Regions from separate parts of the Mus musculus genome. Here regions 2, 3 and 4 are each linked to region 1. A link is a contact called in public promoter capture Hi-C data. All regions are on one chromosome and are shown on one strand. The core of a region is the stretch at or near the end of the contact, and the rest is flanking DNA. Distances in the headings are between cores, read along the strand shown. Region 1 holds the start of Ins2 (insulin II). Region 2 holds the start of Utf1 (undifferentiated embryonic cell transcription factor 1). Region 3 holds the start of Tpcn2 (two pore segment channel 2). Region 4 holds the start of Olfr525 (olfactory receptor 525).

Region 1 (7,289 bases), core at 1,360-3,859:
CTGGACCATATTTCTGTTTCTAGAACCCCATAGCACTAGTCCACCACATTTCCTGAAAAGCTTGACTCGCCCCACAAGGCCCAAGGACCCAAAGATTTTTGTTCCCTTTACCCGTGACTCATATGCCCTCCAGAAAGTTTGTGGCACTTGAACAGTAGGGTACCCTATCTGCTACCCTACCCAAGACCCTGGGGAGTTCCATAGAATGACCCCAGGCTCCTCCTTCTTTCTTCTTTTGGGTCCAGTGTCTATCCATCCACTCATCCATTATGTTCATTTCTGGCCTTCCTTTTTCAGGGGGATGGCTGGCTATGGCCTTGTGACATTTCTCTAGGTGGGGCTGTGGTATTGTCACAGAGAGGGGGTGACCAGGAAGGGTTCTTAGCACTGCTGGAGGAGGCTTCCCAGCCAACAAGTACCAGCAAGGAGGCCTATGTCTAGTTCAGAGACTTGCCACCCTGGTTCTGGGTGGAGCTTTGAGGAACAGATGGGTTTGGCTTGGGTGGCAGGCAGGTTGGCCAGCCCTTGTGGCAACCAGGATCACCCTAGGCCCCTAAGCTCTCATCTGCCGGACAGGTGGCACCCAACTGGGCTCAGAGTGTGAAAGAGAGGCACTCTGTTGAGATTTCCCAAAGATCTAGCTGTTTTGTGGCTTTTCTTTAGAACTGAGAATATTTCTAGGGGACTACCAAGCAGTTAGGTTCAAGGAACCTATCTAGCTGGAAGGAGGGGCTGAGAAGTGGTAGGAGGCCCCAACCCTAGGTCTTCCTCATGGCCACCTTGCTTAGAACTCACAACTGGTCATTTTTGAGAAGTGGAGTTCTGGCTCATGCCCAGGGCTTATGGGATCCCTTCAGTACGTCATCCTACCCATGTGGGATGCCTGTCTTCTTCTGAGCACTAAGAGTCACTTGGATAGTCTGAGAGCAGCTGGGGCTATTCTCTGTCCTCCCAGAGCTGGGATAATCTCTTTGAAAATGCCTTCCATGGCCTTCCAGCTCAAGGTCCCAAGCCTCTCTTTCTACCCATTCAGGGAGTCCTTCTAAAATAGCTATGGAAAAAGAACTCAGGAAGGCTAGATGGGAACTGTTGTTGGAATATTTTGGTCCTCTTTCTTATAAAAGTTCTCTGGGGCCCTTGAGGATCCAAGGCTATAGAGCAATAAATTATCAGCTCCTAGCTGCCATCACCCATGCCTTCCAAAGACCTCTAGCTCTTCTCTATCCAGCTAGAAGCATCAGGGGTGGGGGTCATGATCCTCCCGGACAACTCAGGGTGGGGGTTATGGGCTACCTGACGGTATTGGTTATCTTGGGGAAAGGAACTGTCTATGTTCCAGGTTTGGTCTAACAGGTACCTGTGGGAGGTGCCCAGGGAGCCAGGAGAAAACTGGGGATGCAGAGGGAACCAAAGAAGTCTTGGGTAGATCTTTTAGGGGCTATTGTGGCTAGGCAGATAGATAGATTAAGCTGTGGCTACCCTACCAGCCCCACTCATGTCTCCTGGTCCCACATATGCACATGCACATACACACACAACTTGTGCTCATTCAAAGGTTTTATTCATTGCAGAGGGGTAGGCTGGGTAGTGGTGGGTCTAGTTGCAGTAGTTCTCCAGCTGGTAGAGGGAGCAGATGCTGGTGCAGCACTGATCTACAATGCCACGCTTCTGCTGGGCCACCTCCAGTGCCAAGGTCTGAAGGTCACCTGCTCCCGGGCCTCCACCCAGCTCCAGTTGTGCCACTGCCAGGGAGGTTGTGTCAGAGCAGGCCAGGGCATCAGCAGCACAGAAGCAAAGACACATAGGAAAATCCAGTCAGGAGTAGCTGAGCAACCTCCTACTACCCCAGGTTTTCTCGCCCCTTAACCCCTGCAGGTGGCAGGGGTTGCATGCCTGTGGGACAAGTCACTGGTCATGGATGGACACATGGGCCTCTAAAGCCTACTCATCTTCAGTCAGTGCAGTGCTCTATGAGGGCCCTAAATAGGTACCTATCCTGGGATCTAGTCACATGTCCCAAGTTACTACCACCAAGGACCCCTTAAGGCAGGATTCTTACTCATTCCTGGCAGCTGCCATGTTTACATATGTCTAGCTTCCCCCAGAAACGTGTCCCCACTCCCTGGTTATCCCGAGACCCTCCACACCTAGGACACAATTTACAATGTCCCAAGTGTGAAGAAAACCAGGGTAGTTAGCACTGGGGACAGAATTCAGTGGCAGAACTCACCTTGTGGGTCCTCCACTTCACGGCGGGACATGGGTGTGTAGAAGAAGCCACGCTCCCCACACACCAGGTAGAGAGCCTCCACCAGGTGGGAACCACAAAGGTGCTGCTTGACAAAAGCCTGGGTGGGGTGGGACTCCCAGAGGAAGAGCAGGGCCAGCAGGGGCAGGAAGCGCATCCACAGGGCCATGTTGAAACAATAACCTGGAAGATAGGCTGGGTTGAGGATAGCAAAAGTTTCACGTAAGAGAGGAGGCTATATCCTACCTCAAGTCCCTGAGGTCTTAGCTGGGGAGCCAGGCCCACTGAGAAGAGTACCTTCCTGCTTGCTGATGGTTTTTGATTGTAGCGGATCACTTAGGGCTGGTGGTTACTGGGTCCCCACTACCTTTATAGACCAAAGCACCTCCTCTCTGCCCCCTGGACTTTGCTGTTTGACCCATTAAGGGCTCCAGGTGGGGTAGGTCAGCAGATGGCCAGAGGGGCTGAAGCTGCAGTTTCCAAACACTTCCCTGGTGCTAGGTCTGCAGAAAGCGCTCATTGGACGTCAACACCTCTACTTAGTCCTAGGGTAATTAGAGTCTTAACAAGGGGCCCTGATGGCCTGATGAACCAGTTCACAGCAGGGGACATTGTTCCAGAGTGGGTGATGCTTTCTTTGTCCTTGGCTGAGCATTTTTCCACATCATTCCCCAGGAAGTTGCAGTTGGGGACCTAGTATCTTTGTCCCTTGGACTGTTTCACAGTTCCAATTGATAGCTGGGTTCTTAACTCAGCCGAGTCCCCAGCTCTCTCTCAGAGGTAGAAGGAAAGCAGAATTCAGGCAGCAAGGCACTTAATGGTCCCTCCTCCTCTATCTCTCTTTCCATATCCCACTTGGGGGTCAGCTGAGCTGAAGCCCTGTGGTACATCCTCCTGCAGTATCCAATAACAAGATAAGCACCTGAAGGCCAGCAAGTCTCCATATGTAATACTTGCTTCAGAGCTCAAAGCCAGCTGTCTCCATCTGTTAGTGCATGCTCTATTCCAGCTACAAAACCTTTCTCAGCCTCCGCTTGGAGTGGTTGGGGGTTCCTTGACTCTTTCTGTTCCTGATTTGGCACTGTCCTGTTTCCTAGGCAACCAGCAAAAACACTTGGTGCCTTGTGTGAACTAGAACTCTACCCTCCGCAAGGCTTTACAGACACTAGACCCGAATTGTGGGTCCCTTGCTCTCTGCTCCTTGTCCCCCAGAAAGTGCTGCAGACATTCACACTCTGGGTACCTGGGAGACTCCAGTGGACCTACTGTAGCAGAAGATATTTGAATGCAAGAGGAGAGCAGGTGAAGAGCTCAGGCAGGATGGGGTAAGAAGATCAGGGCAGTGTGGAGGGGTGTCCTCAGGACCATAGTGAGGCCAGAGGGCCTTGCTGAGGGTCTCACTGGGGATCCAACCTCCTTGGGAGCTTTTTCTTTTGAGAAAGGAGCTTTGTGGTGTAGCTAGGCTGGTCTTAAACTCAGTCAGTCTTTTTGCCTCAGTCTCCCAAGTTGAGCTATATACCACCACTTCTGGCTCTCCTTGGGAACTTAAAAAGGCTTAAGGTCTTCTTTATGTTTTTTTTTTCTGTGATATTTAAATTCTTTCGGAGGTCTCAGTGACACACAGGGACAACCCTGAGCATCCCCACAGGACTTTAAGGCCTCCGCAGGACCATCATGTAAGCTCAAGACTCTCCGGCGTCTCCATGAGGAATGACACATAGCTTGTATCTTAAAGGAGTTCATGGATACACTAACGCTGCAACAGGCTTACCCCACCCCAAGGTTGCTTACAGTCTATTTTCAGGGTCTCCCTGCGGCTTAAGGCTTCACGTGGCTCAGCAGCAACGCCACCTCCCCATTTCTCTCCCCCATGAGAGTTTCACTGTGGCTCTGGGCTCTCCCTAGAGTCTCAGCTGAACAGATGCCTTTCCCAGAGTCTCTTTGAGGTTTTAGGGTACCCTTGAAGGCAAGGGCTCCCAGAGACAGCTTCAGTTTCTCAGTGGGGTTAAGACCTTCTCTAGGCACTTTTGGAGCTTACAATCTTCCTCAGAGTCTCATCATGGTCCTGCCATATCACCACTCTTTCAAACTCTTACAGTTTCCCCAGGGTACTAAAGGGACTTAGGTTTTCTCCAGATGTTAGTGAAACCCAGTCTGCTTGGGAACTCAGCAGGGTTCACACTGCCTCCCTGGCTCTCATCCAAAGTCATGGCATTCCTGTGGATCTCAAGGGATCTTAGGACCCTCTATAGGACCTCAATGGGCCTCACTGATTTCCCAAGATCTTAAAAGGACTTAACTCTTTCTGTCTTACTTAGTGCCTTTCAAATCCCTGTGAACGAATCTCCCCAAAGAAGCAACTTTGGGAAGGAGAGGTTTTATTTCAGCTCATGGTCCATCATGGAACAGAAGTCATGGTGGCTGAAGTTGGTCTGTCTGTGGAAGCAGAAGCTTGCAGAGATGCTGGCCAGGAATCAGAGTCAGACCGGAAACAGGGCTGGCTGGCCTATAACCCTAACCCTCACTCTTATGGCCCTTTATGTATCAATCAGCTAGGCCCCATGTATAAAAGGTTTCACAATCTCCCAGAACAGCACCACATGTTAGAGACCAAGTGTTCAAACATACAAGTCTATTGGGGAAGTCTCACACTCAAGCCATCACACCAGGGGCTCAGTTAACCCTAAGACCTCTCCCATGGTTGCTGTGGGGTCCACACTATCTCCCAAAGTCTCAAAGGAACAGAGAACCAGAGATCTCAGTGTGGTGTACTGCTTTGAGAAGGGTCTCAGCACAGTCCCCTGTGTTCTCTGGGTTTTTAGAGGATCTTATTCTCTGTCCCATGGTCCCAGATTCTTAATGATGTCCATACCTTCTCTGGGCACTCAGCAAGGTTCATGGCTCTCACTAGTATCTCATGATTCATGGACTTCCCCAGAGCCCTAAGCACCTAAAGCCTTGACATTTCAGTGGTGTTAAGGACTTCCCTTGGGTCTCAGAAAAGGCCAGTCTCCCTCAGGGTCACATGGGGTTGAAGACCTTGCTCAAGTTTTAAAATGGTTCGGGCTCTCCTCCAGGTCATGGTGGGGATCAAGGATTTGCTAAGAGTTTCTGAGGCCTAAGGTCCTTCTACACTGTCCTTAGGATGCTTCCACCCATCTCAGGTTCTTTAGTAGCTTCACAACCTGTTCTAAGGCCTCAGTGAGGCATGAGAACTTCCCAGGATCGCAGCAATACACAAACACTATACATGTGTCCCATTGGGAAGGAGGATTTCTCTAGAGTATCCCTGGGCCAGAAGCCTCCACTATCATCTCACTAGACGTTATAGCCGAAGGTCCCCATGGCCTAAGGAAAGCTCATAGACTTGTATGAAGTCTCGGCTTTTCTTCTTTTATATCTATATTTTAATTAACTGATTAGTTTGTTTCCTTCCAAATGTGGAAGTCAAATGACAATCCACAGGGCATGAATCCCTCTTTCCACAAAATGAGTCCTAGAGGCAGGCCCATTAAGTCATCAGGCTTAGTAGCAGACACCATTACACCATTACAAGCAGAGACATCTTGTTACACCCAGATGTAAGTACTTCTTAGGGCCTAAAACTTTCTTAAGGATTTCACATAGCCCTAAAACCTACAGATGGACTTACCAGGCCCTGAGTTCTTTCCAATGACTGAATGGGAGCCTAAGGACATCTTCACAGTCTCAACCTAACACCTTCCACAGAAACTCACTGGACCCAGGCCTTAGCAAGGTTTCATGGGGCCTAAGATTTCCCCCAGGAACTTATTGAAGCCAATGGCTTTTCTTAAAGCCTCACTGTAGCCAAGGGCTTTCCTCAGGGTCTTACTGTGGCCAATAGTTATCATCAAGGTCTAAATGGGTTCTTAGCAGGGTCTCATTAAGTCCAAAGGTTTCTTTAAGGTCTCTATGGCAAAAGGTCTTCCCAGGGTCTTACTGGGGCACAGGCCTTACCTAAGTTCTCCCAGGACCTATAGGAGTCATGAAGGCTGAGAATTTTTGCGAGACCTTGGACTTATCTAAACTATCACTGAGGGCTAGGGCCTTACACTAGGCATCATTCCATCTAAGGCTTTTCTCATATTCTCTCAGGCTATCCAAGATGTTCTCAGGTTCTGACTGGGGCCTAAGGCCTTATCCTGGTTATTTACTGGGGTAGCAGGTTTTCCCTAGGTTCTCACTGGGGCTTAGTGCTTTTACCAAGTTCTAATTGGGTCTAAAGCCTTCCCCATGTCCTTACTGGGCCTAAGGCCTTTCCAGATTTGTACTAGGGCCTGAGGCCTTTTCAAGTTTTCACTAGGGCCTTTGTAGGTTCTCTGGTCTGAAGCCTATTCAGAGTGAGTAATGACCTCACTGAGTCTTAATGCCTTCCCAGATTCTCACTGGGTCTTATTAAGGCTTTCCCCAGGTTCTCACTGGGTTGTAAGGCTTTCATTGGTTTATGACTGAGTTTGCAAAGGCCTTCCCTATTTATCACTGGGCCTTGTGGCTTTCTTCTGGGACTAACTAGGGCCTGAGGTCTTCCTCAAAGTGTCACTGGGACCCCAGGTCTTCCCTGGAGTCACAGTGGGTTTTAAAGCTGTCTCCAGGGTCTAAACTTGCCTCATGCCTTCCCTATATTATTCAGACCTAAGGTCTTACTTGAGGTTTGATTTGAGCTTAGGAGCTTCCCAGGGTTTCAGTCAAGAATAAGAATCTCCCAGGGTCTCACTAGAATCAAGATCTTTCTATGGTCTCTCTGGGAACCTAAGGCATTTACTGGGGTCTTTCTGGAACATAAAGCCTTTTACAGGGTTTGTCTTGTTTATAAGACATCTCCAGAATCTCTCTAAGGTGCAAGTACTTTACCAGGGTCTCACTGAGGTCAAGGTTTTCCTCAGGGTCTTTTTGTGGCTCAAGGTCTTTCTAGAGTCTCCTTGGGACCCAGGCCTTCCTTAGTGTCTAACAGGGGCCTCCGACCCTTCAAGTATACAATGGAGGCTGCAAATTTCTCCAGGATCTCATAGATACTGAGGAG
Region 2 (7,289 bases), core at 1,773-4,272, 2.7 Mb before region 1:
GGCCTACCAGCCTTCAGCAGCTGCGCATGCGCACACCCATCCACTGTGTTCCCTTGGCTCTGCACACCACTAGCGCTTTGTTAGACGGACAAAGACGTGAGTCAAACTGCTGCCTTAGTGGTATCAGACATCTCGATTTCTGGATCCTCAACAACTGGCGCTGGGCTTTGGCTCACTGGGAAGGGGTCGTCTGGCCAGGAGGGCTGGGAGTAAGATGGACAACAGCAGGTGGGGAAAACTCCCGTTCGGACACTTTAGGCAACAACCCAAGCCCTGCCTGCCACAGGACCAAGACTGTTCTGTATTTTAGAAGTAGGGATTTTGTAGTGAAGCAGCTAGTGGTATTTCTAGGAAGCTGTGATTTGTGACCAAATGCTGGACTTTTAATGCTGAGAGGTGTTTCCTCACAGGAATTTGCTGGAGACGCCAGACCGTGCTTACACTGGATGTAAGCGGGACTGAGAGTCCTGGCCATGCATATGCAACTTACTGTTTTGGGACTTTTCTATAAGGATTATGTTCTGTTGATCAACGCCTACATTTTCAGATTTTGTATCTAGTGCAGGAGGTGTCCAGCGCAAACCAGCATTCCAATGGTGCTGACTTAATGCGTGGGGAAAGTGAACAGGCTTTTGGCTTCAGCACTGTTTGCATGGCGCCCTGATGTCACAAGGTACAGATTTCTAAATAAAGTAATTTCTACCAAGCTACTGTCCTACGGTCCATTTTGTAGATTTCAAAAGCAAAACCCACGCTGAGCCTAACGTCTTTCTTGGCTGAGCAAGGGAACCTCACCTAGGATCTCCAGGTGCTTCAATGGGAAATAAGCTCAGCCTAGTACTGAAAGCCAAACTTCCAGGTCATACCCCATTCTGCATGACATTCACTCTCCTTATCACAGGGACCAGGTCTGGCACCCTCACCTCTAATGCATCTGTCCTCTCCAAAACCAAGACTCTGATGACCACAGCTCATTTCCCTATAGCACCAACTGTGGAGGGGTGAGGAGACGGTTGCCCTACTGTAATCTGTCCACCCCAACCAGTTTCTACTGATTGGCCTGCAGACAAGACAGAGCTGGCCAGTTCCCTTGGCCACCCATTGGGACCTCTCCTGAGCCTCCAGTGTCTCGAAGATATGAAGGAGGTGGGGAGTGGATTACATCTCTGTGTACTCATTCCAGACACAGGAAAGATAGTGACAATAGAGTTACCTGCCTGGTGATAATAAAGAGTTAAAAATGGCGGGGGGCAACCAGTGGCCCAAAAGGCTCAGTGAACCTTACATCTCAGGTCCCGGCCTTGTGCTGAGCCTGGAGCTTAGTCCTGAGCACTGTACCTGAGGGAAGCCTCCAGCACAGATGGAGTTTAACTACCCTAAGACCACTAGACTGAAAGTAAGCTCGAGATGACCACACGGTGTGTTGAATGGACAAAAAGGTCCCACCATCGCCAGCTGCCTGTCCCCAGAGCCACCAGATCCCATCACATGGGGGGCTTGAACCAGGTGATAAACACCTTGAAAACAACAGGCTGTAACTCAGAATACTGTCCCCAGGAAGCTAGGCTTGGAATGGCAAGTAGAGATGACCTGGCCTACCCCAGTCATGAGGAACACAGCCAGTGGTCCTTGGTCTTTGTTCAAGCCCCTAGTCACAAATCACTAAAGAAACAGCCGCTAATCTTTGCGCTACATTGTTGTCTTCGGTCCCACAGCAGGAGACCACCACAGTCCCAGAAGCAAGATGGCAGACTGGTACTCCTTTTGACTTCACTGATCTCTGTAAAACTAGGGCTACTAGGGACTTACTTGCCATCTTTTTAGGATGTTCCTTTTTCTTGTCTTGACTACATTGGCCAAGAATTCTACACTCAGACGAACTTTGAATATCGTTTTCTTAGTCTTAATCTTGAGGGGAAGAGTTGATACTTTGTCACCCTTTGTTAATAGATAGAAAGATTCCTTTTTGTAGTGTGTGTGAACTAAGATTCCAATTTAGCAGCCGCTGATCGCTATCAAATCTAGCACCCAAATGGCCTCCCTAGCTAGATGAGTCAACTAGATACAACATGTATCCATCCATCTTCCAAAGCCCCCAGCCAGAGCAGAATGGAGAGGATGGGTCTACAATTTGCATAGATAAACAACACATTCTGGTGCACTAGCCATACAAGGTGCCAGAGTTTTGTGTTTCTGGAGCTTTTCACAGGCTGTTTATGAGTAGTAACTAATGGGCGAAGCACAAATATAAAAACAAAAACAAACGAGCTGACTCCTCCCATCTGCCCTCTTCACTCGATCTTATTACATTGTACCTTGATTAAATGCTTTTTAAAAATGATTTATTTGGGCCTGGAAAGATGGCTCAGCAGGTAAGAGAGTGCTCTCACCGAAGGTCCTGAGTTCAAATCCCAGCAACCACATGGTGGCTCACAACCACCCGTAATGAGATTTGACGCCCTCTTCTGGTGTGTTTGAAGTCAGCTACAGTGTACTTAGGTATAATAACAAATAAGCCTTATTTTAAAAAGATGTATGTATGTATGTATGTATGTACTTAATATGAGTACATCGCTGTCTTTTGACACACCAGAAGAGGGCATCAGATCCTATTACAGATGGTTGTGAAACACCAGGTGGTTGCTGGGAATTGAACTTAGGACCTCTGGAAGAGCAGTCAGTGCTCTTAACCACTGAGCCATCTCTCTAGCCCTAAATGGTTTTTTGGGTTTTTTTTTTTAGTAAAAAAATTTTTACACGTTCTGTTTTGTGTAGCAGGGCAAAAAAACTCCGTTCTCAGGTCCTGGGTCCCTAAGGAAAGGACTAGAAAGGGGATGGGCTAGAATAAGCAAGGCACAGGCCAAGAGGAACTAGGTAGGCGAGGGGGCGGGGCGGCTAGACGATGGGAGGGTCGCAACGACCAGGTTCAGACGCAGAGGGCGGTGCGGGGTCCTTAGAGCGTGTGTGGGCGGCTCTGGAGGAGCCCTCCTCTCTGGTGAGGCCACGCCTTGGAGTGCACGCACCTCTACCTGGCTCAGGGATGCTGCTTCGTCCCCGGAGGTTGCCCGCTTTTTCTCCGCCGTCGCCAGCTAGCCCCGACGCTGAGCTGCGGTCGGCCGGGGATGTCCCGGTGACTACGTCTGATGCCTTCGCTACTTCGGGCGGGATGGCTGAACCCGGCTCGCCCAAGGCTCCCGTGTCCCCGGACTCGGCGCAGCGCACGCCCTGGAGTGCCCGAGAGACGGAGCTACTTCTGGGCACGCTGCTGCAGCCGGCCATGTGGCGCTCACTACTGCTGGACCGCAGGCAGACTCTGCCTACTTACCGCCGCGTGTCCGCCGCACTGGCCCGTCAGCAAGTTCGGCGCACGCCCGCTCAGTGCCGCCGTCGCTACAAGTTCCTCAAGGACAAACTCCGAGACTCCCAGGGCCAGCCGTCCGGACCCTTCGATAACCAGATCCGCCAACTCATGGGGCTATTGGGGGACGATGGGCCGCCGAGGGTTCGCCGCCGCTCTACTGGCCCTGGACGTCCCCAGCGCCGCGGCCGCTCGTCCCTCTCCGCGTTAGCACCCGCACCTGCACCGGTGGAGCAAGGTAGGAGCAGCCATGTGGGCAAGAAGGGTCTGGGTCTCCTGGGGAGGGGCGGAGCCCTGAGTTGGGATTCCGTACGTTCCGCGCGTTTCTCTCGTAGAGGCCGAGCTGCCGCTGGCTGCGGAAAATGACGAACCTGCCCCTGCGCTCAGATTCAGTTCTTCCACGACGAAGTCTGCAGGTGCCCACCGCATTACCAGCTCTCCTCCTCTTACGAGCACCGACACTCTGCCTCCTGAGCCGGGCCATACCTTCGAATCCTCCCCGACGCCAACCCCCGACCACGACGTGGAGACCCCGAATGAGCCTCCTGGCCTTTCCCAGGGCCGTGCTTCTTCCCCGCAGGTTGCTCCCCAGTCGTTGAATACCGCGTTGCTGCAGACCTTGACGCACTTGGGCGACATCTCAACAGTTCTGGGCCCTCTGCGCGACCAGCTGTCGACCCTGAACCAGCACGTGGAGCATCTACGAGGTTCCTTCGACCAAACCGTTTCTCTGGCGGTGGGGTTCATTCTGGGCAGTGCAGCCTCCGAGCGGGGCATCCTTGGGGACTTGCGCCAATAAAGCTTTGTTATCAGTCCTCTTCTCCAGAAACGACTCCCAGTCTACCCCGACCCCTGTTACTGTCCCCATCCCCATCTCAAACCTAGGTTCTTACCAAAATAAAGATTGTGTTTTCTACTTAATCCTGTGAATGAATTCGGACTCCAGGTCGCGGTAAGAATGGAACCCTAAGGGTAGAGGCTAAAAGACACAGCCCCTCGCCCCACAGTTGTGCATCTTTTCGGTGAAGATTTGGCGGAGTGGTACACAGTTGTTACCTGATGTTTGGGGCACCTGATGTGCGGAACCCCTCCACTGGTCAGCAGTGATTGAAACCCAGGGGCTGGCTGGATAAGGTACGTGGATGGCGGGTAGGCTAAGAAGTAGAAGGGCCTCTCTCAAGGCATTATGCTATTGAGTAAAGTAAAACATCCCTAAAGTTCTCGCCTATCCTGAGTAAAACTCAGTTTGAATACTCTGGGCCGTGTGAACCGGAATAGTCGGGGAGAACTTGGAAGACTTCCTCGGAGGTGTCAGATTTATAGAGAGAGGCTGGGGCCTGGGTATCAACCACTCCAACGGACTTAGCAAAGCCCAGCTGCCCAACTAGAACTTTCAAAGCTGAAATTCCAAGGTCCTCAGGGACTAGAGAGTCAGAGTGGGGGAGGGCTTAGGTGCAGGTAGAGGAAAGGAAGCTGCTGCCGGCACTTCACTAGCATAACAATGACGGCTCATCCTGAGGCTCCAATTTACAAATTCTGGGCCCATCCGGCCCTTACTGCTAACCCAAAGACTAAGTCTTGGCTAAGGGAAGTCCTGAGGAGTTTATCCAGATGGTCCCAAGGTCACAATTCCCCTTCTGAAGACTTGGAATGGACCTTCAGGTACTGACTTGTGGTGTGGACCTCCTGCCAGGTCCTGCGATCCCTTCTGTGAGAGACAAACTTGGAAAGGATCCCACTGTACAGGGAGAATAAGTTGCTAAAACCTTAGAGATGAGCCCACTCTGCAAATGCCTCCCCAGCAAACGCCTGGGAGCCACAGGGCCGGGGCTCCAGATACAGCCCAGGGGCCTCGGAAGTTTTATTTCCCCTAGACAATGACGGTGGTGCAGACCTTTAATTCCAGCACCCAAGAGGCGGTGGGATCTCTAAGTCTGAGACCTGTCTGTCTACAGAGTGAAAGATTGTATTTCCCAGCAAATGTACCCACACTAAGATGGGAATCTTAGTCCTGGAGAAGATGGTCCCAGGGCTTGGAGTAGACTTCACCTGAGGGTATGGGCTGAGCTACTGGAGAGCCCAAGGCGATCACTGCAGGAATCAGTCTCAAACCTGCCTCAGTCTTCAAACTGGGTGGGGGTGGGGGTTGTCTATTTTTAATCGCCTTAAGCATATGAAAAGCTTTGGGGTGTGTGTGTGTGTGTGTGTGTGTGTGTGTGTGTGTGTGTTTGTGTTTACTAGGGCTGATACTTTATCTGACCTGCCTTGCTTTCTGAATTTTTGTTTTAAAACAGAATTTCACTGTGTAGTTCTGTCTGGCCTTCGGTTCACTATGTAGACCAAATTGACCTCAGATTGGCCTGCCTCTTCTCTTGGGTGTTGGTATTAAAGGTGTGAGCCAACACAGTCAATTCAGTGTCTCCTCTCTCTCTCTCTTTCTCTTTCTCTCTCTCTCTCTCTCTCTCTCTCTCTCTCTCTCTCTCTCTCTCTCTCTGTGTGTGTGTGTGTGTGTGTGTGTGTGTGTGTGTGTGTGTGTGTGCCTTAGAACTCATTCTGTAGACCAGACTGGTCTTCAACTCAGAGATCTGTCTGCCTCCCAAGGAGGAACTAAAGACATGGGCCACAATGCCTGACATAACCCAATTACTTCTTAAGTCTTTAAACTTATTTGTCATCATTCTAGTGGGTTTGGGGTTGGCACACCTTTACAGCTAGTGGGCTTATGGAAATGCCCTTAGTTTTATAGCTAGTGGGCTTATGGAAATGACCTTATAAATGCGGTGTTTTATCTTCTCCCTCATCCCAGTGAACTGTGCTTCCTGCTTAGAGTTCTGTGCTGTGTAGCCTGTCAGTATAGAGTCTGTACACCAAGTAGGACAGTGTGGGCAGCCTTCCAGTTTCTGAGCCGAGTGACTAGTCTCACCTAACTGAGTTGTTGAGTACTGACCCTGAGTTAGGAGCAAGCCCCTTTAAGAACCGGGGATGAGCCTTAGGGTGCTCCCCTCTAGTGTTTATTGCACTATCCCTGAGGCAAAGGCTTTGTACGTGAGCCCTCCACTCTGAGGACCAGGCTTTCCTCCTCACTGCTCATGCTGATGGGACCTCTCATCCCATCTAAAATCTGCTCTGAGGGTACCAGCATCCTGCTGCTTCCTCAAGTTTATGTCTGGTGGGATCTGGGCCTCAGTAAAGTCAACTCTCCAATAGTTCCAGTATGGTGTTGATAAAGGAATGCTTATTTGTTTTATAGTTAACGAACCTCACCAGTTTGGGACTCTTTGTCCCAGGAGGAGTTGACTCTGTGGCTTTTATTAAGTTTTTTTTTTTTTTTTTTTTTTTTTTTTGGTTGGGTTGGGTTTTTGGTTGGTTGGTTTTTTTGTTTTGTTTTGTTTCACTGTGATGGAAATAAGAAACAAGATCCTGTTCATGGTGGGCAAGGATCTACAGTGCAACTGTGTCTTCACCTCTGTCCTCCCTAAAATTTAGCAAATGTAAATTATATGCATAGCACTTGCCTGCACCGGGCCCTCAGCTCAAGCCCTAACACCATCAAGTACAGAAATAGATGCTCCACAGCTCTAAGTTCATAATTTCCTGTCTCCTGGTTCTTATTGGTCTGAGTTAATGCTTGGTCTACACATGATTCTCTCAATTATGTCAGGCATACCGTGTCCCGGTAGTGATTTATCTTGTGAATCCTCAAACCCCTTCACAGCACTGGGACTATTTATTGGCTTTCTTACTTAACCAAGTCCTTGAATTTTTGGTCTAGTGTATCAGTAGAGAACACATCCTATGGTTTTGGAAAACCCTCTTTATATGACTTAGAGGGTGTGGAGTTTCCCTCTTCTCCACAGCTCACTCCAACATCCTAAAGCTGTCTAGGCAGCCACTGGCTGGTCTTTGGGCCGCCGTGCTGACTGTAGTCTGT
Region 3 (7,289 bases), core at 3,327-5,826, 2.6 Mb after region 1:
CAGGGCCACACAATAGAGCAAAGTGAATCGGGTCCCTGGGCCAGTGCTGCACACAAATGGGCTTTAGCATGGCCCCCAAGAGCTATACACAGAGAAGTTTAGGTTGGGTCTCTCCACATCTCGCTCGCACACAGCGATGTATGTAGTTCTTCCAGTGCTGTATACACAGAGCATGAAGAGTGTCTCCCCGTGATACACACAAGGAGCTTGAGTGGGGTCCCCTCAATGACACACACAGATGGGTATGGGAGAGGTCCCCTTAACACCACATATGTGTATGCTCTGACTGTACCAGCACACTACATGTGGCCCAATGCAGTGCTCCAATCTCCCCAGAGGCAGGATGTATCCAGGTGAGCTATAGGTGGTCAGTCTGTATCAGAGACAAAGCAAGCCCTCACTGGGTCTCAGGATTAGACCAGCACAGCTGCAGACCTTGCCCAGTGGAGAGAGCTCCCTTGGCACGGGCTAAGACTGTGCCCTCTGCCTGTGTGCCAGGCTCTCTTCTCTTCCAGGCAAGGCCAGCTGCACTCTCCAGAACATCTATATCCACCTTGCAGATGTCTCCTGGACCTGGACCTAGCACAGGGTAGCCCAAGACAGGCTTCAGTATGTGCTAAGCCAATGATCATGATTCCAACACCAAGGAGATGGCCTCCATCACAGGACAAGAGGAGAGCTGGCTTCATGTGTCTGCCATTGTGTCTATGCTAAACTCAAGGCACCTGACCCCATGACAGTAAGGAACAAAGGGACAGGGCAGACTCCAAGTCAGCAGGGCAGCCACCACACACCTTTATGGCGTCTTCAATGAAGACCACAGCCTGGTCTATGCAGAGCTCCTGATCGGCTGCAGCACCTGCAGGGAGAGAGAACACAGCAGGTGAAGGAATGGGACAGACAGCACAGCCTCATCTCTCCAGGATGAGCACATGAGGGAAGGAAGCCAGCTGATGCTGTCTGCAGCCAGAGACCCTCCACTCCAAAGTGGGTCCCAGGCCGGGCCAGAGTCCCAATCAGGTAAGAAGCATATGGCATGGGTAGAGGACACCAGGCCCTGAGTAGAGGCAGCGCTAGTCCATGGCCACCACTGCCCAGGGCACAGCATGCACAAGGACACAGAGGCAGTGTGTCCTGCAGAACCCTGGCCTCATACACAGGACTCAGACCCTGCCCCCATCTACTAACAGGGCACGTGCAGGTATGGTCCCTCTTGTCAAGTAGATGCCAGTGGCTACCTACTTGGTTCCCAAGTGGATGTCATGAGGTAAATGTGGTGCAGGGGCCCCTGGTGCTCAAGTGGGCTCCCAGAAGGGACTGCTGACCACTCTGCCAGCCTGCGCCACTTCTGCCTCCTGTTCAGCCAGAATCCTCCACTATGAGATGAGGTAACCGCTCTCCAGTGAACACAAGATTTCAGACCAACTCTGGGGATCTACACTTGGACCCAAAGGCCTCGCTCTCACTCTCCAGCCAATACTAACAACCACTGAGCTCTGACTCCCTCCCACACCCACCTCAACCCCTATCCTCTGGTAAGCAGAGGAACTAGGGGACTGCTCATCCCCAAAAGTTCACATCACACTTGGAATCAAGGTAAAAACCCCAGCTTATCTCAGCTTGTAGTTCTGGTTTTTATAGAATCTACCCTCGTGGGGCTCACAGGAACCATGCCCTGCTAAGAACAAAGCTGTCATAGCAAGAAACCCTGAGGCCAGGGCAAAACCATGGGCAGAGCACCTGTGGCTGCCTACACAGTGTGCCCTCTGCCTCTGGAGAGCCACCTGCTCCAGTTCTTGGGGTTCATGGACCAGAGGCAGTACACCACAAAGGATGACAGAGTTGCACCTAGCCAAGCTACAACACCTTATCAACCAGGACCTCAGATTCTCCACTTGTATGCCCATAAGGGTTATCCTAAAGACACCCTAAATGTTTCTAAGACAGTCTCTGAGGGTTGTGGGTGTGGGCACTCCCGAAGGTTTCCTGGGATGGCCATTACCAGGAAGCCATACTGCTGTGTTTCCCAGCATGGCAGAACTGAAAACCAACTGGCCCATTGAGAAAGGCTGCTGAGGGCAGCCTGAGAGAGCCTGGAAGCCTAGCCATGCCCTAGAGAAGGCAGACTGGGTGTGGAGCGATGACACAAAAGCTCCTCCCATCTAGCCTCTGGCTGCTAGTGTGTAAAATTCTGAAGAAGGCCCCTCCCACTCATACCTCAGCATCCATCGCACCCGGCAGTAGCCAGAAGGGTCTTGTCCCAATCTCTAGGGAGCATGTCATGGGTTTCTGGGGGTCCCCAATGCTCAGAGTCCACATTACACCCCATCCTGCCACTTGGTAACTCATTCTGCCCACCCACTCCTGCTGTTTCGCCACACTACCCCAGCCACACCCACACATTCTGAACTTGACCCAGCGGAGCGAGGCCTAGCTCTCCCGAGCCTGTAAGCCCTTGATCAAGTTGTCTACCAGAAAACTTTCCCAACTTGAGAGTCCAGACTCCCTCCAGGGCTACTGCCCCTGAGCTCATCACTCTAGGTGGCAATGACACCTATAACCCCAAACATCAGAGCCAGGGGACTTCTGCTGCACGCATTGGGTCAGAATGAGGCAAAGTAAGGGAAAGTAACAGGGGCTCAGACACTGTCCTCCCATGATACCCTCTATTCCCTGTCAGCCAGGTCTAGACCTGCTCTGCCCCCCTCTCTCTCTACACACAGCCATTCTAGTTTCAGCAGAGAGGGAGGAGTGGGTGGACATGTGGTCACCTCAGTGTCTAGCTTCCTCGTCCCTATCCAGCATGCTGTGTGACCTTGCACAAGTCCTTCACCTTTCTGCACAGGTTCCTCCCCGATTTTCCCATCAGTACCCACAGATGACGGTCCTCCACTTTGCAGTTAGCCCACAAAGCCTATAAACAGCCTCCCCCTCTTTTACAGCAGTCAGGAACAAGATAAAAACCACTCTGTGAAACCTTTGACAGGGGCCAGTCAGGTGGGCCTGGTTTAGCAGGACACATCTGTAGGGACCCCTGGGATCCTTGGGAAGGCAGGCCTGCAGCAATATCTACCCCCTCTGAGAGTTTGACCACAGGTCAGCCAAACTCAGAGCGGAGATTCTCACCCACTGGATGCTGACCTGGAGACTGAAAGGTTCATTCTCATAGACAGCCCAGTCTAGGAGATGCAAATACAGAGTGTTGTCTGGGTTCTCAACAGCCCTACCCAAAACCACAGTGTTTGGAAAAAGACCCTCCAGAGTTTCTCATCCAACACTGCCCAGCCTTCCCAGAGAGTGAGTCTCTTGTGTGACAATGCCCAGCATTGAGTCTTGCCTCCACAGAGAAAGCTAAACCTGTCGCTTGTCCACTCTGCAGGGACAAGGCTTAGAAGCAGCATGGCACTGCTATCATGGACATCTGTTAAGACCCACGCACTGGATGCCACAAAATCTCTCTTTGGATCCTCAAAATGTGTCCCCTACCCCACCAGTCTGTTACTACCCCTTGTATTGAAACTCCAGCTAAGTAACCCGACGAAGACCCACACTCAGCAACTGGCAGCCCCAGAAAGGTTCCAGATGCCTAACACCAAGTATGTGTCCCCTGAACCATATGCCCTGTCCCTGACGAGTGGTTTCAGCAGAGAGGGAGGAGTAGGTGGACATGTGGTCACCTCAGTGTCTAGCTTCCTCGTCTCCTATTACGGACCCTATGTCCTCACTCTTCAGTGAAAAGGCACGGGCTATGGGTAGACAGGGGCCAGTGTGCCAACCCAGTCTGCTCCCAAACAGGGAGGAAAGGAAGTTCAGAAAGGGAAGTTTGAATGACCAGGCCACCAGCACACACAGGGCAGTGACCACACCAGAAGGCAGGGCTGTGACCTTAGGTAGGTCAGAGGTGAGGAGGGCACAACTCACTCTGTCTCTCTCTCCCTCTTCCCCTCTCCCCCTCCCCTCTCTCTGCCTAGGTTTGCTCATCTGGAAAATGAGAAGAATATCCTCCTGCCTGTCAGCCAGCATCCTCTGGAGATGACTGGGAGGCTAACTCCACTCTCCCTGGGCTCAGCAATGTCCCTGACCAAGGAAGGGAAAAGGAAAGAAGGCTCCGAAGCACTTAAGAAAACAAGGAAGGAAGTCTCCCTGGCCTTAGGTTACCAGCTTCAGCCCTTAGCAGCCAAAGCAGTGCTCCAAAGTCGCTCTCAGAGGATGTTCGGCCACTCACTGCCTGGGGACCATGGGCTGGAGCACGCTTTTCTCCCTAATGAGGAAGAAGCTAGAGTGGTGCTGTAACCCCAACACTTGGAAGGCCAAATCAAGAGGATCTGGAGTTCAAGGTCAGCCTGGCTACTTGAGACCCTGTCTCAAAAAGTAAGGAAAAAAGAAAAGTAAAACTGAAAGTGACACCTCACTCACCGGAGTGGACCTGGCCACTGCCTCGGTCCCGGCCCAGAAGGGGCTGCTCTTCTGCCGCCATCCCACCAATGTAACAGGCCGGACCTGGTCCCAGCCGCGAGAGCCAGGCGTTCCGGAGGAGGAGCTCTGTGATGACTCCCAGCAACAGCCAATGAGAACGGAGAAATCCCTCTGGAAGGCGGAAGCAACAAGCCCCTCCCCCAATGGGTGGCGCTCCGCTTCTCTGCAGCACCTAGTGGCAGAAGGCAAAGAAGCTAAGGCTATCAAGGAAGTTTTTCAATCAATGCAAATGACTACTATTCCGTCCCAGCTCTAGGAATGTCAGAAGGAATCTCTTCTTGTGAGAGAGTGGGTGAGTGAGTGAGTGAGTGAGTGAGTGAGTGAGTGAGTGAGTGAGTGAGTGAGTGAGTGAATAACTGACTGAGTGAATGAATGAATAACTGACTGATTGATTGAGGGACTTACTGACTGACTGACTGACTTAGTGACTGTCTGAGTGACTGACTGAATGTGTAACTGACTGACTGAGTTTGCTTGCTTGCTTGCTTGCTTGCTTGCTTTTTATTTCCAGAGCCTTATAAGACGCCAGGCAAGCTCTCAACCCCTGCTACACCCAAAGCCCAGAAGTGTTTAAGCAAGCATTTTGTGTGACTCAAAGCCCAGAAGTGTTTAAGCAAGCATTTTGCGTGACTCTGACGCATGTGAGTACTGTGAACAAGGGAGTGACCACAGAGGTCATGCCCCACAAAAATGAATCTTGAATTTCTCCAGAAATTAAACAAACTAAAGCTTGAAACTGGGTATGTTGATGCACAGACATGGAATCCCAGTACTACAGGTAGCAGAGACCTGAGGATTGATGTCAGTCTGGGAACAGCCTACTACTAGTTAATTCCAGGAGAAGGAGAGAGAGAGAGAGAGAGAGAGAGAGAGAGAGAGAGAGAGAGAGAGAGAGAGAGAGAGAGAGAGAGAGAGAGAGAGAGAGAGCTGTAATCTGTTGCCTGGAGATCAGAAGTCCAAAGATAGGACTATCTCTTGAGGCCTCAGAAGGCTGAAATCAGAGTATGGTCACTCTACTGGGATCTTTTTAATTTTTTCTTTTATTATTATTGTTGTTGTTATGTGTGTATACGTATGTGTTCATGTGTATGTGCGTGTCTGTGTATATATACAAGTGCAGGCAGGTTCAGACATACCACATAGTACTTGAAGGTCAGAGGACAACTTTCAGGAGTCGGTTCCAGGGACTGAACTCAGGTTTTCAGATTTACATGACAAATACATTTCACCATTGAACCCTGTCTTCAGCCACATTGTGAGATATTCTTCAGAGATGGAGGAAAAAACCCACCGTGGACCCATCAAGGAGACAGGCTGAGTTAATTTTCTTGAAGCTTGGCCTGAGATCCATGCTTCCTCACTTGCTAGGCGTGCCTGGGGTGCCTGAGACGGTTCCCAGCTCCTGGGATCACTATATCCCTCCCCCCCCACCCCCATTTCACAGCTGGCAAGCACAGATTGGATGCTCAGATTCCAAATGCACCACCTCCACATTTGACGCAAGACTTCCTGCTCTCTGACTCTCCTTTGCCCATCTCTACAGGTTTGTCCCCTGGGGAAGGCAGTTAAGGCACATATATCAGCCGGGTGGTGCTGGCTCAGAGCCTTTAATCCCAGGACTCAGGAGGCAGAGGCAGACAGATCTCTAAAAGTTTGAGCCTTGTCTAGAGTTCTAAGACAGCATGGGCTACACACAGAGAAACCCTGTTTGGAAAAACAAAAGGCAACCAAACAAAAAGCCACCACCTAAGACCTAAGGCTTACCGTGTTCAAGGCCAGCACAGCAGGGTGGAGCCACTCACAGTTCTGTACTGAGGTTACTCCTTGTCTCACGCCCCATTCATCTGGAGATACTAAAACTAGGTACGCTGTTTTCAAACTGACAATAGTTTACAGTTCTATAGTATTTATTTATCTATCTATTTATTTATTTCAAACTTTATGTTCTGTGTCTGAGTATTTTGTCGGCATGCGTGTGCATCATGTGCCTAGTGCATCCAGAGATCAGACAGAGACACTGGACCCTTGAGTAGCCCATGCTGGCCTCAATTTACAATCCTCCTGCCTGGATTCAGGGTAATCTCTGTCTCTTTAAAATGTATTTTATTTATTCATTTTGACGTGTGTGTGTGTGTGTGTGTGTGTGTGTGTGTGTGTGTGTGTGTATGTAATTTAAAAAAAAAACCTATCTAATTTAATATAAGCACGATCACAATGGGTAAAAGTCTTATATAGCCCAGGCTAGTGAGGTAGTTCGAAGGTGAAGACGCTTGCCATCAGTCTGAAAACCTAAAGCCCACCCCCAGAACCCATATTCCGTGTGGAAGAAGGAGAGAACCAGCTCCTGAAAGTGGTCACCTGACCCCTACTACACACACACACACACACACACACACTCACATACACACACACACACACACACACTCACATACACACACACACACACATACACGCATACAAAATAATAAATAAATCTAACTCCGTTTTAGAGATCATATTTTCTGGGGGCTGGAGCGTTGTCTCCGTGGCTAAGAGCACTTGATCTTCCAAAGGACCTGGTATCCAAGCACTCACCTATGGCAACCATTTGATTTGTAACCCCACTTCCAAGGGTCCAGTGCCTCTGTCTGATCTCTGGGTGCACTAGGCACATGATGCACACGCATGCCAACAAAATACTCAGATACAGAACATAAAGTTTAAAGATGAAATTTTCCATAGATAGGGTGGACCAGTGCTCAAATTAAAAAAAAAAAAAAAAAAAAGAAAAGAAAAGAAAAAGAAAAAGTAGACAAGAGGCTGACCCTGTAGCT
Region 4 (7,289 bases), core at 2,334-4,833, 2.4 Mb before region 1:
ATGTCAGTCCTTCTAATGCACTGGGTGTGTTATGGATAACATGTTGCTGTGTGTTCTGCAGGAGCTCATCTAATGTCATCAGAGTTGCTTTCATAGAGCCTCCATGACCAGCTCCCCCTAGCTTTCCTCTTCTGAGCCCTCTTTCCTATTTGGGGTTGTGTAGGAGATAGTCCTACAGTTGCTTCCTAAATAAAAATGAAAAATGTGGCTTACTGTGCCTTCTTTGAAGAGTCAAAGCCTCCTGTACTCTGTGCTGTCATACCTGAGCTGAAGTGGTGGTGGGGGGCTGCTTCAAGGAGCAGTACAGGCCAGTTGCAGGGCTGTCCACCTCATTCAAGTTCTTGACCCTACAGCCCCTCCCTGCTGGTTAGCTTTTAGCTGTTAATGTCCTTCACTGCATGTGGCCATTAAAGCAGCCAAACCACCACATGGTATTTTCACAGGCAGAAGACAGAGTCCTCACAGGCCTATGGGCAGTTGTTAGGTCCATGGCCACACTACCACATCTCATTGCTGGGCTGTCTGGGTACCCTGCTCTGTGATGACTGCTGCTCCAGGGCAGTGAGGGGCAGATGACCGACCATCAGTTTTCCATGAGCTAATTAGCCCTAGGTTTGAGGCTTATATGCTATAAATATGGTGACTTGTTTTGGACTACGCATTATCCTTAAACCAGTGTAACAGACTTAAATTACTTATTAGTTTTATAACTCAGATTAGTCTCTTTATGGTGGATTGACTAGAAAGATCAAATTTAATTGAAGCTCTTATCTCATCTTAATGTGCTCTACAAATTGTTCGAATCTTGAGTTGTGCTATAAGTGTTGTGTTTGTTGTTCTGTTAAATAGGTAACATTTTAGGAGAGATTGATAATGTGCATATTAACAGAGTTCAAGGACTTTGGAGGATCTGGAACTTAAGGTGGCCAGTGGTCATTTGGTTTGTGGAGTTTGGATTATTTTAGGTCCATTAGTTTTTGCAATGACTGATTCTGAACGGGTTACTTTGTGTACTGATCTGTGACTACAAGAGATGGTTCACCCCCGCTGTGAGTCTTCTGGCTTTACAGGGAAGCCAATCTGCTGCCAAGGGCTCATGCCACAGAACATGGTGGACCTCAAGTCCTGTAATTCATGCTGAACCTCACCTCCACAGTTTTCACACAATCTCTCCCCATGGGAAGATTTGAAAACTTCAGAGAAAAGTTGCTTCTATTCAGGGTCAACCTCAAGTGTGATCTACCATAATGACTGTGCATTTCCCAGTCAAAGCATGAGAGTGGCCTACAATTTATGTCCTCAGATAGTGATGAATTAACTGATCAGAGTTGGTTTATCAATAGGACCATGTCACACCAAGATAATTTAATGATGCAATGATAAAAGGAGGGGAGGGAAACCAATAAACTATGCTGAGGAACAGTTTGTTAACATGAAATACATCCTCCTACAGGGATCAAGGGTACATGATGCTCAGGCAAGCTGTCTTGCACGCATCCCCAGGGTAGAAATCACCACAGGGGGTCAGTGTCCTAGAGCACATGACCTCAGGCATCTGCTTTCTCTATGCCTTAGGGTCCTGGTGTCTCAGCTTGGGGACTATGGCCTAGAGGGACTCCTGTTTACCTCATTGTGGGTAATTGCTCTCTGTGGGCCACTCCCTAGCAACCTCAGTGTCCACCCCATGGGGCAGACCCTACATTAAGGTCAAGAGCAAACAAAAGAGACACAGGGTTATAGCTTTGTGCCCATCCTGTATGTTCTCTATGACATGTAGACATCTTGGGTATAGATGGGCAGCCACAGACAGCTTCTCCTTCCATGTGAGTTGCTCCTTCCTCTATTCCCTCTTTCCTTTTGGGTACCCATCTCTCTCTCTCTCTCTCTCTCTCTCTCTCTCTCTCTCTCTCTCTCTCTCTCTCTTTCTCTCTCTCTCTCTCTCCTTTCTTTCTTCTTTCTGTGTCTTCTGTGAGGGAGAGATAATTCTCAGAAGAGATTTGGTTTTGCTTTGATCTATTTTAGTATATAAAAATGAAAAAAAAACCTGTTACCAGAATTACTTTGACTCATAGTTACAGTTTGAAACTTTAAATGCATGGCTCTGTAGGTTTGCTCTGTGACCTATCTGCACTGTTGATCAGTATGAATAGAAATCTTGCCTTGTGGCTTGGCTCTGAGGCAGATTTGGGTCTCTAAAGAGGCATGGTGGTTTCCTGTGGATCTGGTACAGAGTTCAGAACTCAGAGCCACCTGTGGCCTGAATAGTTAGAAGCAGACAGTTACTAGGGTTGAGATGTAGACAGAGGGAATTTGGGGGGTTCAGTTGAGAGGCCCTGCCTTCTGTATGAGGCCCCTGGGATCTGCAGGGAAGGCTCACAGATAAATCTTTCCTTTTGTGGGCACAAGTATGGGTCTTGAAGTTTCTATGGGTAGCTTAGCTCTTCAATAGGAGGGGTTGGGGAATCATAGGCTCAGGTCCTTCTCTTAAGTTCACCCTGTAGGAGAAAGACCTTGATCTGTGCAATCACAGGGGGAAAGTGTCTTCCTTGTTCAGCACATACCCTTTGTGACTTCTTTGTTTTCACATACCCTTTGTGACTTCTTTGTTTTCATGTAGCCAACATCCCACTCATGGAGTCTCCAGGATGGGTGTGGGCCTGCTCATTCCCATCAGATAGTAGAAAGGGGCAGAGCTCTTTCTCTGCATGCTGATCAGTTCCTATTCTTCTCTACCTGAGAGGCCCATATGCTTGGAGAGTCCTGGATGATTAGAGATATATGTGTATAAGGTGAGGGGAAGATAGACTTGAAGCTGGGTAGGAGTGATAGCCTAGAAATTGGGGGCTGGCGTGAAGCCAGGTCCATGCCTTTCATGTTGTTTCCAGTCCTGGCACAGCCTGATACCTTCTCTGGCAGGCACAAGCCTTCCCAGGGTAGTGAGTGATACCTGTTGTCCTCGCTGGGTTTGTCATCCTCAAGGGAGTGATTTAGAGTGGCCACGTAGAAATAGACAGTTCTGGTATTTACAAAAGGGTTATATTCATTCCCCAAGAGCCAGGGCCATCTGTACCACCTACATGCCATTCTGTAACAGCTTCGTGTTCTGAATCTATCACGACCCCAAAACATACATCCTGGAACTGTTTTTATGCCTGCCTCTGAGAACCCTGGCCCACTCCTTGATAAGGTTGGTCTTCTCTAGGTTCAAAAGGTCTATGCTGTGGAACAGACTGCCCCTTAGTATGCCTTAGCTGCCTGGTGTACATGCTGAAAGGAGCTCCAGTTCTCAGAGTATCATAGGGCATGATCTATGTTAAATCAAACAGAAGCTGTAGATGGATATTGCCCATCACAGGCAGGGGTTCCTTCTGTTCTGGGTCTACTGTGTACAGAGTGGAGAGTTCATGCTCACACTGTCACACTGTGTTGAGAGATGATGTTATCAATTCTACAGAAACAGAGCATTGAGAAGCACTCCTACTCACGGCTGTCTGAACCCAGTGTGAAATGATGGCTGCCTCACACCTGGTGTCTCCTTGACCATCCCATCTGTGTCACAGTAACTCCCAGGACTCACTCTCAAATGGAAATAAACAATTACACAACTGTGGTGGAGTTTGTCCTGCAGGGACTCTCTGAGGACCCTGGGCTCCAGGCTCTCTTCTTGGCCTTTTTCTTGCTTCTTTACATCCTGGCTCTTGCAGGAAACACCCTCATCATCATAGCCATCAGCCTCAACTCAAGCCTTCACACCCCCATGTACTTCTTCCTTGCAAACCTGGCCCTGTTGGACATCGTCTGTACATCCACTGTTCTTCCCAAGCTGCTGGAGGGTTTGGTGGGTAAGAGCAGCCACATTTCTTATAAGGGATGCATGACCCAACTCTTTTTCCTGACCTGGTTTCTAGGGGCTGAGCTGCTGCTGCTCACTGCCATGGCCTATGACCGCTATGTGGCCATCTGTCGCCCACTGCACTACAGCATGCTGATGAGCTGGCCCATCTGTGTCCTGCTCGCCGGCAGTGTGTGGGTCATCAGTGCAGCCAGCACATCTGTGCACACTGGCTTGATGGCACGACTCAATTTCTGTGGCCCCAACCAAATTCGTCACTTTTTATGTGAAGTCCCAACACTGCTGCTTCTGTCTTGCAGCCCAACCACCCTCAACAACATCATGATTGTCATTGCAGATGTTTATTTTGGTGTGGTCAACTTTCTGTTGACTATGATATCCTATAGCTTCATCATCACCAGCATCCTGCGCATCCGCTCCACAGAGGGCAAGAAGCGAGCCTTCTCTACCTGCTCTGCCCACCTGGTGGTGGTTGTCCTGTACTACTCCACCGTCATCTACACCTATTTGCAGCCTGGCTCCGGATCCTCCTTGGAGAATGGCAAAGTAGTTGCTTTATTGTACACAGCAGTCAGCCCTACCCTGAACCCCGCCATTTATTCTCTAAGGAACAAGGATGTCAAAGTTGCCCTCAAAAAGTTATTTCCCTGTTTCCAATGAGGAGGCAGAAGGCAACAAATGTGACTTGATCAAGCTGTTGATGAACTATTTGGGATGTGTGACTGAGAATCTGATGTCCTGTCAGAGAACAGATAGGTAATTCATATGGATGTACATCTTCTGTGCTCTCATTGGAGGAGCCACTGGCCATTTTCTTTTGGAAGTGAGGACATCCAGGTTTGGGGTAGGCTGTGTGTTTATATCCTGGGTAGCTATCTCTTACGTAGAGCTTTTTGGTATCATGCATTGGAGAAAATCACCCAGACCCGGATATTGGACTAAGTCCTCTTAGTTTGGACTTGAGAAGTGTGTCTGGTGGCACCATGGTCCTTACACCTCTGAGAGGAGAGAGAACAAGCAATATGCTTCTCATACCAGCAATGCCCAGGAAAGGTGTGGGTTGACACATCTCTTCTTCTCCAGTTGGGATGCTTTGCTGTCATAGTAGAGGATGCCAGACTTTTCTTGGTTTGGACAGAAGCTTCTGCAGACTGAGTAGGAGTTCAATCTCCCTCTGGCCTCTGAATGCTGTTGCACACTGCATCCTCCTAGACTCTCTTCTCACCTCTACACAGTCTCCTCTGGACTATGATAAACACTGTGTTGTTTGATGCTGTTGCTAGCATCCTCCAAATGTACAGTTGCCTTGTGATTCTTCACCTCTGAATCCTTTGCTGTGGCTGTTTTTTTTTTTTTTTTTTAAGACCTTGATTTCTTTGCCAGTCACTTGTTCCAAGACACTTGTCAGAGTCTTTTGTTTTGACCCACTCCCTGCCATGTCATGATTGTTTTCTCTCTTCAAGGGCACACTCATGATCCTAGGAAGCCTCTATGAATGACCCAATACTCTCCACTCAGTATACAAGCAGACGCATGTACAACCACACCTGTTAATGTCAGTGGTGTTCATGTTCTCAGAGATCAGTCCACAGAAAGTAGCTTTTTTCTTTCTACCAAGCAGGATGTAGAAGTCCACATAGGTTATCAGGCTTAGCAAGCACCTCTACCTGCTGAGCCATCTCATTGGTCCTACATATTTGGTCCTGAGATGTGTTTTCTACCCTGTATCCAGGGTTTTAATGTCCACAGTTCCGTACTGAAAGAATTCAAGCATAGTGAATTGGTCAGGATTTAGCCGGGCAGCTGTGATCTTGTACCCACTGCTCTGCTGTTGAGTTCTTGCTCTATATCCACTTCCTAATTTATTTATGCACATGCCCCTCTACTTTACTCATTTCAAAACAAGCTGCAAACATCAATTAATTCATTCTCCCTTAAATAGTTTCATATGCGTATTAGAGGCAGTCATTTGTTTATAGGTTTTTCTGGCTTGGGTAAAATTTTCAGACAGTGAAATGAGTGACTCAGTGTATCACTTACTGAGTTTTGGCAAATACACAGAGCTATGCAATGCAAGTCTCCTAGGAGAGTGGAGATGGTAGCCTTTAATGTAGGATGTTTTACCCAGGGCTGTTCTACATGTTGGACTTGAAGTCATCAGTGTCCTTTCTGGTAGTCATTGCTGCCTGATATTTCAGCTGCAGGTCGATTTTGTGTGTTATAGAACTTTGTACACACGGCGTCATGCAACACACATTCTTTGACATGTATGCTCTTTCATAGCACAGTGTTTTTTAATTTTATTTATATGTATGAATGTTTTGACTGGATGTATGCATGTGTACCACAAGCATGCCTGGTGCCCTTGGAGGTCAAGAGAGGGTGTTGGATCCCTGGTTGAAGTTACAGATGACTCTAATCCAACATATGGGTGTGGTACTACAACCCAGTTCATCTGCATGAGCAATAAGTGTTCCTAGGTGCTGAGCCATCTTTCTAGCCCAGAAAAGTATTTTAAGTATTCCTTCCTGTTATCATGCATGTGTAACAAGTACTGTGCTCTTTTCTATTTTGGTGAGCAGTAGATTCTAAGGCTTTATCACACTGTATTATCCAGCTTCTTTCTATAGATAATCATCAAAGTCCTATTCCATGCTTTTCTTTTTCTGTAGTAAGTGACTGTGAATGGCTTTGTGGGGTCTCAGGGTGTGTGTGGGCTGAGTTTTGTAAGGAAATTATCACCGAGGTTTCATCCTTTTCATGCTCATCAACAGTGAATGGGGTTTCTACTGGTATTTACCACCACCTACATTCATTGATAGAAAGAAGTTCAGAATTGAAGTCTAACTATCCCTAACTCCTGAGAGGCTCCTGAGAGGCTCCCTGCTGCTTTAGGAGTGACACTGGCATTGGGGGTGGCTTGCATTGTTCTTTACTGCAGAGGTGCAGCCCTACAAACTACCCCAATTATTGCTTCACACATCTGTTCTGCCCCCCCCCCCCCATGCTCATTAACACTCCTGTTGATTTCTTTATTTGATGTGTTGCTTAGGAAGGCATTACTTAAACTCTAAATATTGAGGCATTTCCTGTTGGCATTGTTATTGATTGCAAGGAGGCATGAATTTGGCTTGATCTAGCTTCCTTAGAGTCAGTTGCTCCTGGAGCACTCTGTGCCTTTCAGTTCCTGATAAACCATGGGACTCTTTCAGGCAGTGAAGCATTCAGGCTCTGTGTTTCCTGGAAGTCAGTGAAGCTCCACAGGACAATTACTCTGAGACATTAATATTGAATACTCTGTATAACATGCAAATGTTGTTGTGGGAAGCCACATGTGCCGTTGCAGAGTGGCGCTGGCTATTGCTGGCCACCACGAATAAGTTTGGACAAACAACCAATGTGTACATATGCAGTAAATCTTTTTGCCAAGACACTG

The links. Promoter capture Hi-C pulls out the DNA fragments that hold promoters and counts their contacts.
Region 2: a promoter capture Hi-C map of liver shows a contact between it and region 1, with 5 times the contacts expected there. The contact joins the promoter of Utf1 here to the promoter of Ins2 in region 1.
Region 3: a contact with region 1 is called in a promoter capture Hi-C map of pre-B cells, with 3 times the contacts expected there. The contact joins the promoter of Tpcn2 here to the promoter of Ins2 in region 1. A contact is called at or near these places in 3 of 39 promoter capture datasets (hippocampal neurons, liver and pre-B cells).
Region 4: a promoter capture Hi-C map of liver shows a contact between it and region 1, with 2.8 times the contacts expected there. The contact joins the promoter of Olfr525 here to the promoter of Ins2 in region 1. A contact is called at or near these places in 3 of 39 promoter capture datasets (cranial neural crest and liver).

What each region holds. Positions count from the first base shown.
Region 1 is chr7:142,677,117-142,684,405 of GRCm38.p6, forward strand. It overlaps Ins2 (insulin II), which reads right to left and starts at 2,610. Exons shown (of 3, transcript NM_001185083.2): 1 at 2,546-2,610; 2 at 2,231-2,431; 3 at 1,540-1,742. The coding sequence starts at 2,417. The coding sequence ends at 1,597.
Region 2 is chr7:139,940,834-139,948,122 of GRCm38.p6, forward strand. It overlaps Utf1 (undifferentiated embryonic cell transcription factor 1), which reads left to right and starts at 3,023. Exons shown (of 2, transcript NM_009482.2): 1 at 3,023-3,596; 2 at 3,694-4,279. The coding sequence starts at 3,041. The coding sequence ends at 4,157. Kndc1 (kinase non-catalytic C-lobe domain (KIND) containing 1) reads left to right here. Exons shown (of 31, transcript NM_177261.4): 31 at 1-707.
Region 3 is chr7:145,279,435-145,286,723 of GRCm38.p6, forward strand. It overlaps Tpcn2 (two pore segment channel 2), which reads right to left and starts at 4,577. Exons shown (of 25, transcript NM_146206.5): 1 at 4,417-4,577; 2 at 795-859. The coding sequence starts at 4,477.
Region 4 is chr7:140,319,118-140,326,406 of GRCm38.p6, forward strand. It overlaps Olfr525 (olfactory receptor 525), which reads left to right and starts at 3,584. Exons shown (of 1, transcript NM_146956.1): 1 at 3,584-4,513. The coding sequence starts at 3,584. The coding sequence ends at 4,513.